3 separate regions of the Danio rerio genome follow, and all the other regions are linked to region 2. The links are chromatin contacts, called in public Hi-C and Micro-C maps. All regions are on one chromosome and are shown on one strand. The core of a region is the stretch at or near the end of the contact, and the rest is flanking DNA. Distances in the headings are between cores, read along the strand shown.

The links. Hi-C and Micro-C count contacts between places; a contact is called where the count stands out from the background.
Region 1: a contact with region 2 is called in a Micro-C map of caudal fin, with 7 times the contacts expected there. The contact joins the promoter of mcm6 here to the promoter of casp8l1 in region 2. A contact is called at or near these places in 2 of 18 Hi-C or Micro-C datasets (caudal fin and an unstated tissue).
Region 3: a contact with region 2 is called in a Hi-C map of hematopoietic stem cells, with 2.0 times the contacts expected there. The contact joins the promoter of ical1 here to the promoter of casp8l1 in region 2. A contact is called at or near these places in 2 of 18 Hi-C or Micro-C datasets (caudal fin and hematopoietic stem cells).

What each region holds. Positions count from the first base shown.
Region 1 is chr6:13,926,321-13,929,650 of GRCz12tu, forward strand. It overlaps mcm6 (minichromosome maintenance complex component 6), which reads left to right and starts at 1,299. Exons shown (of 17, transcript NM_001082849.1): 1 at 1,299-1,440; 2 at 1,776-1,922; 3 at 2,802-2,912. The coding sequence starts at 1,340. It also overlaps a transcript of ical1 not described here and a transcript of asic4b not described here.
Region 2 is chr6:14,063,867-14,067,338 of GRCz12tu, forward strand. It overlaps casp8l1 (caspase 8, apoptosis-related cysteine peptidase, like 1), which reads left to right and starts at 1,361. Exons shown (of 5, transcript NM_001098619.1): 1 at 1,361-1,468; 2 at 1,583-1,700; 3 at 1,774-1,896. The coding sequence starts at 1,361. All of the region lies in intron 6 of l3hypdh (trans-L-3-hydroxyproline dehydratase), which reads left to right. It also overlaps a transcript of asic4b not described here.
Region 3 is chr6:13,858,083-13,861,357 of GRCz12tu, forward strand. ical1 (islet cell autoantigen 1-like) reads right to left here and starts at 1,259. Exons shown (of 17, transcript NM_201587.1): 1 at 1,176-1,259; 2 at 314-345.

The sequences.
Region 1 (3,330 bases), core at 49-2,548, 140 kb before region 2:
ATTAGCAAACAGTCAATCAGAGTGGCAATGTTTCTTCTAGCAAATCCAAATTAGATTAGATAGACTTTTCTTTTACTTTCTTTCTTCTTTAATATCCTATTTCACTCATCCAGCCAGATTACAGAACTATAATTTGTAACATACAATCAGCTAATGCAGCTACGTTGAGATAAATAATCACAATTACTGAATGACTGTACACACCGATTTGTTTTTCTACACATATCATGTAATTGGTTTTTTTCTTTGAAATAAAAGCTGTTAATATGTGCTTTTTAGTTTTAATACACGTCCTGAGATTTTAGTTGTTGTCTGAGGAAAATAAATCTGTTTTCATAAAAGTAAATCATAAACACAAAACTCTTTGACGCCATCTGCTGTCTTAATTAAAAGGCTTGACGTTTACATAATAGTAAAACAATAGCGCCATCTACTGTTCACAAAAGACATTTTTAAGGGGCAAACAGGAAAAATAAACCCATATCACGTTAAAAAACAACCGACAGGATAGTTTTTTTTTTTTTAAGTTTTTAACGTTTAACGTTACTGAGGCGACTGAGCTGAGCGAGTCATTTATCGTCTAAGTTCGACTGAACTATAATTATGACGCGTATCAAATACACTTTAAAGACAGAATGACTGTATGTATATACAGTGTATACAAAATTTCAACCTAACAATTTTAGAAAATGTTATAACTTTGTCCTAACCGATAATCATCAACGACTGTGATTGGTTCAAACTCAAAGCGCAGAGAAGAGTAACAGGTGTCACGTGACCATGCTTTGCAATTGTCTAAAAAAATACGTTTTTTTAAACACCGTTAAGATGTTTTACATTAGCTACACGATTAAAATGCATAAGTTTTAAAATAATATGATTATATACAAATATGTATATATAATACCAATACTAATACTATAAATTATTCATTCATTGTATTTTTAAGTCTAAAATACAATACCTGAACAGTCAAAAACGATAAGCTCCAGCTGTTTTGAGCAATCACCTTTTCAACATGTCTTAATAATAAATACTTTTCTCATATAATGTATTAACACATTTTCTTTGTTTAAAACTAAAAATTACGGAAACCCTGTAACCTTAACATGAGGCCACGCCCTTAAACATAATGCTTGAAAACGATTGGTCACGACAGTCCAATTGTGGTCGCAGCAGCGAAAAGCAGCAATCTAATTGGTTCACAGTGGCGCGAAAATAATCACATGGTACAGCATTTCGCGCGAAAACTCCTGAAGAAGCTCGTGTGTTTCATGTGCAAGACGGGAAGGAGAGCGCAGCACTGTAATAACTCTGTAATAGCAACTGAACAGAAAAAATGGATCTTACGGAGACTGGAGTGAATCAGAACGCTGGCCAGGTGATCAAGGACGAGCTGGCTGAAAAATGTCAGAAATTATTCCAGGCCTTTTTGGAAGAGTGAGTAAACGCGGTTTATCTCATTGTTCTTCATGATGAAAGTTACTCGGATGCCATTTTATTTTCATTTTATGAACAAGTATACGCTTTTACAGTAGCAATATTGCATGGTTTCTTCTTAACGCACATAATCTACATTTTATGGATTATAACATTATAACATTGAACATACTAGCTTGAACACTTTAATAATCGTTAGGCTTGTTGTACACGTGAGCGCATGCCATCTTTGTTATGTTTTTTTTGTGTGTGTGTATAATGTTATTTTATGTTGCGTGTGATCAGCATTAATTTGTAGTAGTAATCAAAATGACCGTCTATTCTCCTATGTGAAGGTTTCAGAATAGCGATGGTGAGGTGAAGTACCTGCGGGACGCGGAGGAGCTGATCCGGCCTGAGAGGAACACACTCGCGGTCAGTTTTACCGACCTTGAGGGATTTAACCAAGAACTGGCAACCGCCATCCAGGAGGAATTCTACAGGTGTGAACGCAGAACATAAAAAAGAAAATGTGTTCATACATTTTTCTGAATTATTTTCTGTTAAAAGTGTATATTACATTGCTGTGGATATGTGGTAACAGTTTATTTTAGCGTGCTTGTTACACATTTACCAAATATATTGAAAACAGTGTAGTTGTATGCAGTAACGGGAAACCAAACACTCTGTCATGTTCTAATCCTACAGTAAGTAATTATTATAATTTAGCATTTGAAGAGATGGTTCACCCCGAAATGAAAATTCTGTCATCTTATTCTCCCCTTGACTAGTTTGAGTTTTCAAAATCTATTTATTTTCTTCGGTTATAATAAAGTAATAAAATAAAATAAGTAATTTTGAAGAATGTTCAGTTATCGGTAACTATTGACTTCCATAGTAGGGCAAAAAATACTGCAGATGTCAATGGTTACCTGTTTCCAACATTGTTCAATGTGTCTTCTATTGTGTTCAACTGAACAAAAACTCAAACTGGTTTGGATCAAGTCAAGGGTGAGTAAATAATGACACAATTTCATTTTTGGGGGAACTTTCCCTTTAAAAGCAACATGTAAACTAAAATGAAGTGTAAATTGTGGTTGTTATTATCACAGTATTTGTACATCAATAAATATAACGTATATCTGGAAAAAAAAATATCGTCAATAAATATAACATGGACTACTTTTTGAATTGTAAGTGTCATGTGGAAAAACCTGTGGCACAGTTTTTGTGTGTTTGCACTTGGAAATTTTCATTTTGTGCAGTCGCCCTTTTGGTTCTATTTGTAATTATATCATTATCTTTTTCGCTCTGTTCCCAACTATCATGAGTTAAAATACAATGTTTGTACCTGCATTAACAAAGTATTGTCTTCGATTTAGGCTGTACCCCTACTTGTGCCGTGCTGTTCGTAATTTTGCTCGGGATCATGGAGAAGTTCCCACCTCCAAGGAATTCTACGTGGCCTTCCAGGATCTACCAACCAGACACAAGTAAACAGATACACAAGATGATGACTTGTTAATCAAATCTATAATAGACTTCAGTTCTATTGTGCAAGAACTCAAAGAATTTATGAATTTTTGGTTTGAATCGGTTATTTTAGGCTTTACACAAACGAGTGGAACAACATTAAAGAGCATCAGGTTATAAATAGTTCATTAATGATATTAATTAAAAGCCAGAGACCTGAATTTGAAACTTCTAAACTGCTATATGGGATATAATATATGCAGAATAGTTAGAGCCATTGTTTTTAAAAGTTATTATTGAATCATTGAATCAATTATGGAATGTTTTAAATAAGTATAAAGTGATGTTTTTGTAATAATTAATATTTGATTAAATTATCTAACAGTTTTCAGCAGTCACCATGTTTAACTAACATGGTGCTGTATTTTTTTTTCTGCA
Region 2 (3,472 bases), core at 111-2,610:
TTTTTGCTTATTGCCACTTGCATAGGCCAGGGTCTCAATCTGCTATTTAAACCCCCCTCCTCCTCTATTTGGCCCACAACTGAGATTCAGCCCACCAAAATATATATTTTTGATTTTATATTTTAATTTGATATATTTTTAATTATTTCATATGATTGTTGTGCAGGTGCATATACTGTAGATGCCTTTTCACCTTAGAATTATAAGGTTCTATTGGACATTTTTGTCAAAATTGAGGTTTTGACATTCTTATTAAATGACACCTAATTTACATTATGGGATGTTTTTTAATAAGTTTTTTAAGTTTCATAACTTTTTATTTAAAATAAATGTTACACATATACTGTTTGCTATATGGAATGCAAAATCTTTCAAGCTCAATATCTCAAAATCATTCAAAACGCAGATGGAACCTTATCATTCCAAGGTGACACTTGTGGTTTTAACCCGCCACCTATTGGACATTTAAGATACTGCACTATATATTTTCAGTTTAGTTTTACTTTCGGTTTCTCTCAGTGTGCATAGTCGAGATTGAAGTGATCCTTTTTAACTTAAGCTATATTTTTGAAATATATTCATGGGTAATTCGATCACTATTAGTTTTATACCACCTGTATTCCAACAGAGGTATAATTATGCTGGTGGTCTAATATTCGATTCAAATTCTCTCGTGTCATTTGATAGATTTCCCTCATATGCATATTAAGACTTGTAGTCTATAAAAACTAAATCCATTAGTAAAATTTGTATGTCAATCTGGTTGAATCCACTTTTTTCCCCCTACAAAAACTAAAAAATAGTGAGAAATTAGTAAAAATGAATAAGCTGCTTATTGTTGCAGGTTGTACACATGAATAATAATATTAACAAATATTGCACATGATGGTTGACAGAAATGAGATGCCCATGCTTAATGTATTGAATGAAATGAAAGTCTTTTAAAGATTTTGTTTCACTTTGACATTCTCCAGTAGACCTACAGCCATTTAATCTTTTTTTCCTAGGGGCGGAGTCTAAAATTCGCGGGCTTTTGTTCATTTTGTTTTTTTCTCTCTCTCTCTCTCGCTCACCCTCTGCGTGTCTCAGTCCACTTTCACTCCGTCGAATCGGCAATCGCTTAAATCGACATATTATCTTCGAGAGTCTCCTGCACTGAGCCAGTTAAGCTTTTTTTCGACTGACCGAGGTGAGTGTCTGCTGTTACATGTTCATGTTTTATTTTTATGTAGAAAAGCCTTATTTCTCCACGCTATTGTGCTTAAGAGTGCATCAACACTTGGTATTTAAAGTGTATAAAAACACAGGATATATTTCCTCTTTAAAGTCTGTTTACATTTTATGATTTTATTACTGTCAGATGGATAAAACTAGTAATCCTAACAACAGTAATCAAATAAATCGAGCTTCCCCAAATGAGCAAGAGAAAATCAAAACAGATGAACCGAAGAGGAAAAATACATCACAGGTGAGTTTTCCATTCGGTGGAAGTTATTTGAGGTACATGCTGTTTAATATAATTATATTTCCTGGCCATAATATTTCGATATTTATAGTATTTTTTTATATTTATGTTATGAAGGAAGATAAGGAAAACCTACATAAAGGTGTCCAAAATAATAATTCACCTAAAAGACAGCGGGAGCCTCTTCAATCCACCTGCAATATTTCTGACCATTATCCTAAAAGGAAGCGTGCAGGTAAGGGCTTTAAATAATCGATTACTACTATCTAGGGCTTGGCCCTTCTCCTAAACTCTGCTTATTTTCTCAGTGACAGAGCAGAAAGAGTGGTATTCCATGTCAAATCGACCTCTTGGATATTGTTTGATCATCAACAATTATAAATTTGAAAGTGCATCACTTGCAGACCGGAGAGGGACTGATAGAGATAAAGGTATTGAGTGCATTTTGTAGGAAAATATATGTATACACTCACCGGCCACTTTATTAGGTACACCTTACTAGTACCGTGTTAGATCCACTTTTGCATTCAGAACTGTTTTAGTCCTTCATGGCATAGATTTAACAACGTACTGGAAATATTCCATAGAGATTTTGGTCCATATTGAAATGACAGCATTACACAGTTGCTGCAGACATCCATGATGTGAATCTAGCTTCCCAAAGGTGCTCTATTCGATTGAGCTTTGGTGACTGTGGAGGCCATTTGAGTACAGTAAACTCATTGTCATGTTCAAGAAACCAGTCTGAGATCATTTGTTTTATGACATGGTGCATTATCCTCCTGGAAGTAGCCATCAGAAGATGGGCACACTGTGGTCATAAGGTGATGGAAATGGTCAGCAACAATACTCACGTAGGCTGTGCTGTTGACACGATGTTCAATTGGTACTAACAAGCTCAAAGTGTGCCAAGAAAACATCCCCCACACCATTACACCACCACCACCAGCCTAAACCATTGATACTGAATGGATATATGCTTTCATGTTGTTAATGCCAAATCCTGACCCTACCATCCAAATTCCGCAGCAGAAACTGAGACTCATCAGACCAGGCAACATTTTTCCAATCTTATATTGTCCAGTTTTGGTAAGCCTGTGTGAATTGTAGCCTCAGTTTCCTGTTATTATCTAATAGGAGTGGCACCCGGTGTGGTCTTCTGCTGCTGTAGGCCATCCGCCTCAAGGTTGGCTGTGTTGTGCGTTCAGAGATGCTCTTCTACATACCTCGGTTGTAGCGAGTAGTTATTTGAGTTACTGTTGCCTTTCAGCTTAAACCAGTCTGGCCATTCTCCTCTGACCTCTGGCATCAACAAGACATTTGTGCCCACAGAACTGCCGCTCACTGGATATTTTCTCTTTTTCTGACCATTCTCTGCAAGTCCTAGAGATGGTTGTGCATGAAAATCCCAGTAGATCACAGCAGTTTCTAAAATACTCAGACCAGCTCGTCTGGCACCAACAACCGTGCCATGTTCAAAGTCACTTAAATCACCTTTCTTCCCCATTCTGTTGCTCAGTTTGAACTGCAGCAGATCGTCCTGACCATGTCTACATGCTTAAATGCATTAAAGTTGCTGCCTTGTGATTGGCTGAGTAGAGATTTGCATTAACGAACAGTTGTACCTAATAAAGTGGCCGGTGAGTGTTTAACGAGTATAACCACATTAAAGTATTACCAGTTTTCTGAATTTGCTACTAATTTGTATGGGCTTGAATTAAATATTTGTTTGTGATTTTGTATTATTTTATTTTGTACTAATAAGGTTCATAATTTCGAGGAACAATATCATTTAGAAAGATTACAGTTTTGAGTGTGTGTTTATAAATGGATACTTCCTCCTTTTATTTAAGGTATGAAAACATAATAAGTTATACTAAGTCATTGTCACTTAAATGCTCTAATTGATAATATTCTTACTTTCAAATTTGAAGACATTTTATTAATAGTTAATCAAATAAACTGCAAAACCATAGCTGCTAATGGCTTTATGGTAAAGACGTAACT
Region 3 (3,275 bases), core at 9-2,508, 210 kb before region 2:
AACTATGTTACAAAAGCTCAAATAAATGTGACAATTTTAATTCATCAAATATACAATTTTACAACAAAAAAGAAATAACATTTTTTTTAAAAATGGCAAACCCATTTTCACAAAGATTATGTGCCAGTGAACACAAGAAATGACTGATTAAAAAATGTATCTTTGCTATATATTAAAATACTGAATATTTTAATATAAATAAATTGTATTAATATTACCATTTTACTGACAAAATATGTAAAACATTTAGTGAATATATAAGGGTAGTTTTTTTTAAAGTCTATTTTATGAAAAACATATTAAAAGTACTTACTTTACAAAATCAGCGGTGGCATTCAGTAGACACTGATGAAATACATAAGACATAAAACCATCAACATATAAACAAACATATTACAAGTTAAAAGTCACTGGACAGTTAAAATTAATTATTTATAACCCCAAATTTTGAGGAATTTCCAATGTTTACAAATCGAATGTTTAATTTAGCGAAATGAATGGATGAACAGAGTAAATGAATTACTACTCTGCCCTTTGCAGACTGTTGTCTTTTTGTTCCTTCGAGGTAACAGCTGTTAGCTCTCACAATGACTCTCGCAGTCATAATTTCCCAAATTCAACAACTCATATCTCATACAGCTAAAAACAAAAGCATTTGACGTTTAACTCGAGTCATGAACACTAAAAAACAAACACCTGTTCTGATATTTAATCAACACACGAATACAGTTTTGAGCTATTTCAGTGTCTGTTTACACAATTAAATCACCAAATATTTTTTCACACAAAACAATACGTATTTGAGTGAAAGGGAGTATTTTAGGAGCTGACGCGGTTCTGGTCGCACCTTCCTCATCCTCTTCATCCAACTCATCACGGCTCTGGTTACAATATATCACATTTGCTTGTTTTTTTCCACGCGTTTTGCTTTTAAACTGCTACTTTGTGTAAAGTTAACAGGCTGAGCCACTTATTCACGGCGAGTGAAGGACTCTTTGCAAGGTCAGACGAATAAATATTGTAAAAAGACAGTTACCGGATCCCAAACAAGATAAGCAGGAGTCATCGAGCTCGCACTGCGTTTCCCTATAATAATAACCCTGCTAACTTAAAACGCCAACGTGACATGGCGACTTCGGTCTGCAGTTTTTGTCTGATACTGCTGGAGTGCCTACATTTTATAATTCGCAGTCATCGGATATAAGTGTATACATTTTAAGCAATTGTTATTAGGACATCGCATTTCCTTACCCGCTGACGTTGCCGTGAGCAGCGATGGGAACGTTCACGCACGTCATTCCCGTGAGCTGTGAGACAGCGCATGCGCAAAAGCACCTAAACACAAGCTGCTCAATGGTTTGATGAAAATGTTATTTATGAAAGGACCTTTATGGGAGTTACTAAGGTCTATGAAGCTCAGACTGGTGTGTTTGCTGGCTTTACAGGTAGTTTCAGGGTTTTTTCTCAAAAAGTGGACTTTTTTGCAGTTATACACCTAATTTTCTATTTAATTATAAGATTTAAATACTGGATTTTAGTATTTTAAGCACTATTTTAGCTGGATTAGCTTGTCGGATGACCATCATAACCACACTTTTTGATGTACCAAAAATATTTCCTAAAATGTAGAATAAAGAAATTTGAAAAACATCATATATTAGTAGAAAAAAGTTGTTAATTAAAAATTGAGGCTCATTGTACCTTATTAGGCAAATAACAAGCTGGCCAGCACATTTAATTTTCTTAAGCCAGAATTTGGCCGTTTAAATTATAATAAATTAAAACATAATATTAATAATAATCTAGAGCTTCACAGTTTTTCTAGCTTCTCTTGAAAAAAATACATTTGAAAATTCATGGATAACAATAGGCAAGAAAGTATTCAAATTGATTTTAATATAGGCCACTTTTGATGCTTCACAGACTTTTTATAGGTCATTTTTTATTTCAAGAATAAAATACATTTTATATATTTAGAATAAAAAATTGAATATTTAGTTACTTGTAAAATGCTTTCTCTATTTAAAAAAAACCTATGCAGTAGCAAAAGACACCTTCTATTACATCAGATTGTGTAATACTGGTGTCTTGGCATTGTTCTGGGCTCTCTAATTCCCCGGGGCCCTAAGTAGCTGCTTACCTCGCTTATTGGTTAATTATTTTATTATACATTTAACAACACATTCATTCATTCATTCATTTTTTTTCGGCTTAGTCCCTTTATTAATCCAGGGTCGCCACAGCGGAATGAACCGCCAACTTATCCAGCATCTTTTTACACAGCGCATACCGTTTCAGATGAAACCCATCTCTGGGAAATCAACAACAAAACATTCATTCATTTTTTATGTGACCTAATTAAATGTTTTAATCATCATTGTTTAATAAAAAATTATACTTCAGAGTCAGGGCTGAGGAACATTATTCACTAGATTTAGACATGTTCTTTTTGTTTTAATTGAATTTGATTTTATTTTAATGTATTTTATTTTGTTTCATTTATTTTTTTAATTTTATTAATATTTTATTATACAGAATGAATATTTTATTAATTGATTTATTTTTATTTTGTATGATTTATTTTATTATTGCTTTCCATTTATTTTCATTTATTTTATTTTAGATTTTGTAGAATTAAGATAATTGGTTTATCTTTGAGTGTCTCTTTATGACTGTATTGTATTTTTATTTTTATTATTATTATTATTATTATTATTATTATTATTATTATTATTATTATTATTACTATTATTATTATTCTCGTTATTATTGTTGTTGTTGTTATTATTATTATTATTATTATTATTAATCTTGTTATTATTATTCCTATTATTCTTATTATTATTATTATTACTATTACTATTATTATTAATCTTGTTATTATTATTCCTATTATTCTTCTTCTTCTTCTTCTTCTTCTTCTTCTTCTTATTATTATTATTATTATTATTATTATTATTATTATTATTATTATTATTAGTCTTCGTTTGCTTTTGTTTTTCTTAATTTTTGTTAATTTAGAGTAGTTGCCATTTATACCCAGAGGATGGCGCCGTTGATACAGTGATGTAGACGGAAGACAGTGAGCACTGACTAGAGGGCACACATGAAACAGAAACAAGATGCAACGTGTGCCGTAACAATACAAAGAGAATAACATTTTAATAATTTAAAAGTTTTCATTTTATTGCCATGCACTATACATACAACAGTATACAATGTGTGCTATGGCAATAAAAAGAGAATAAGGTTTTGACATAATTAATTAAAAAGGT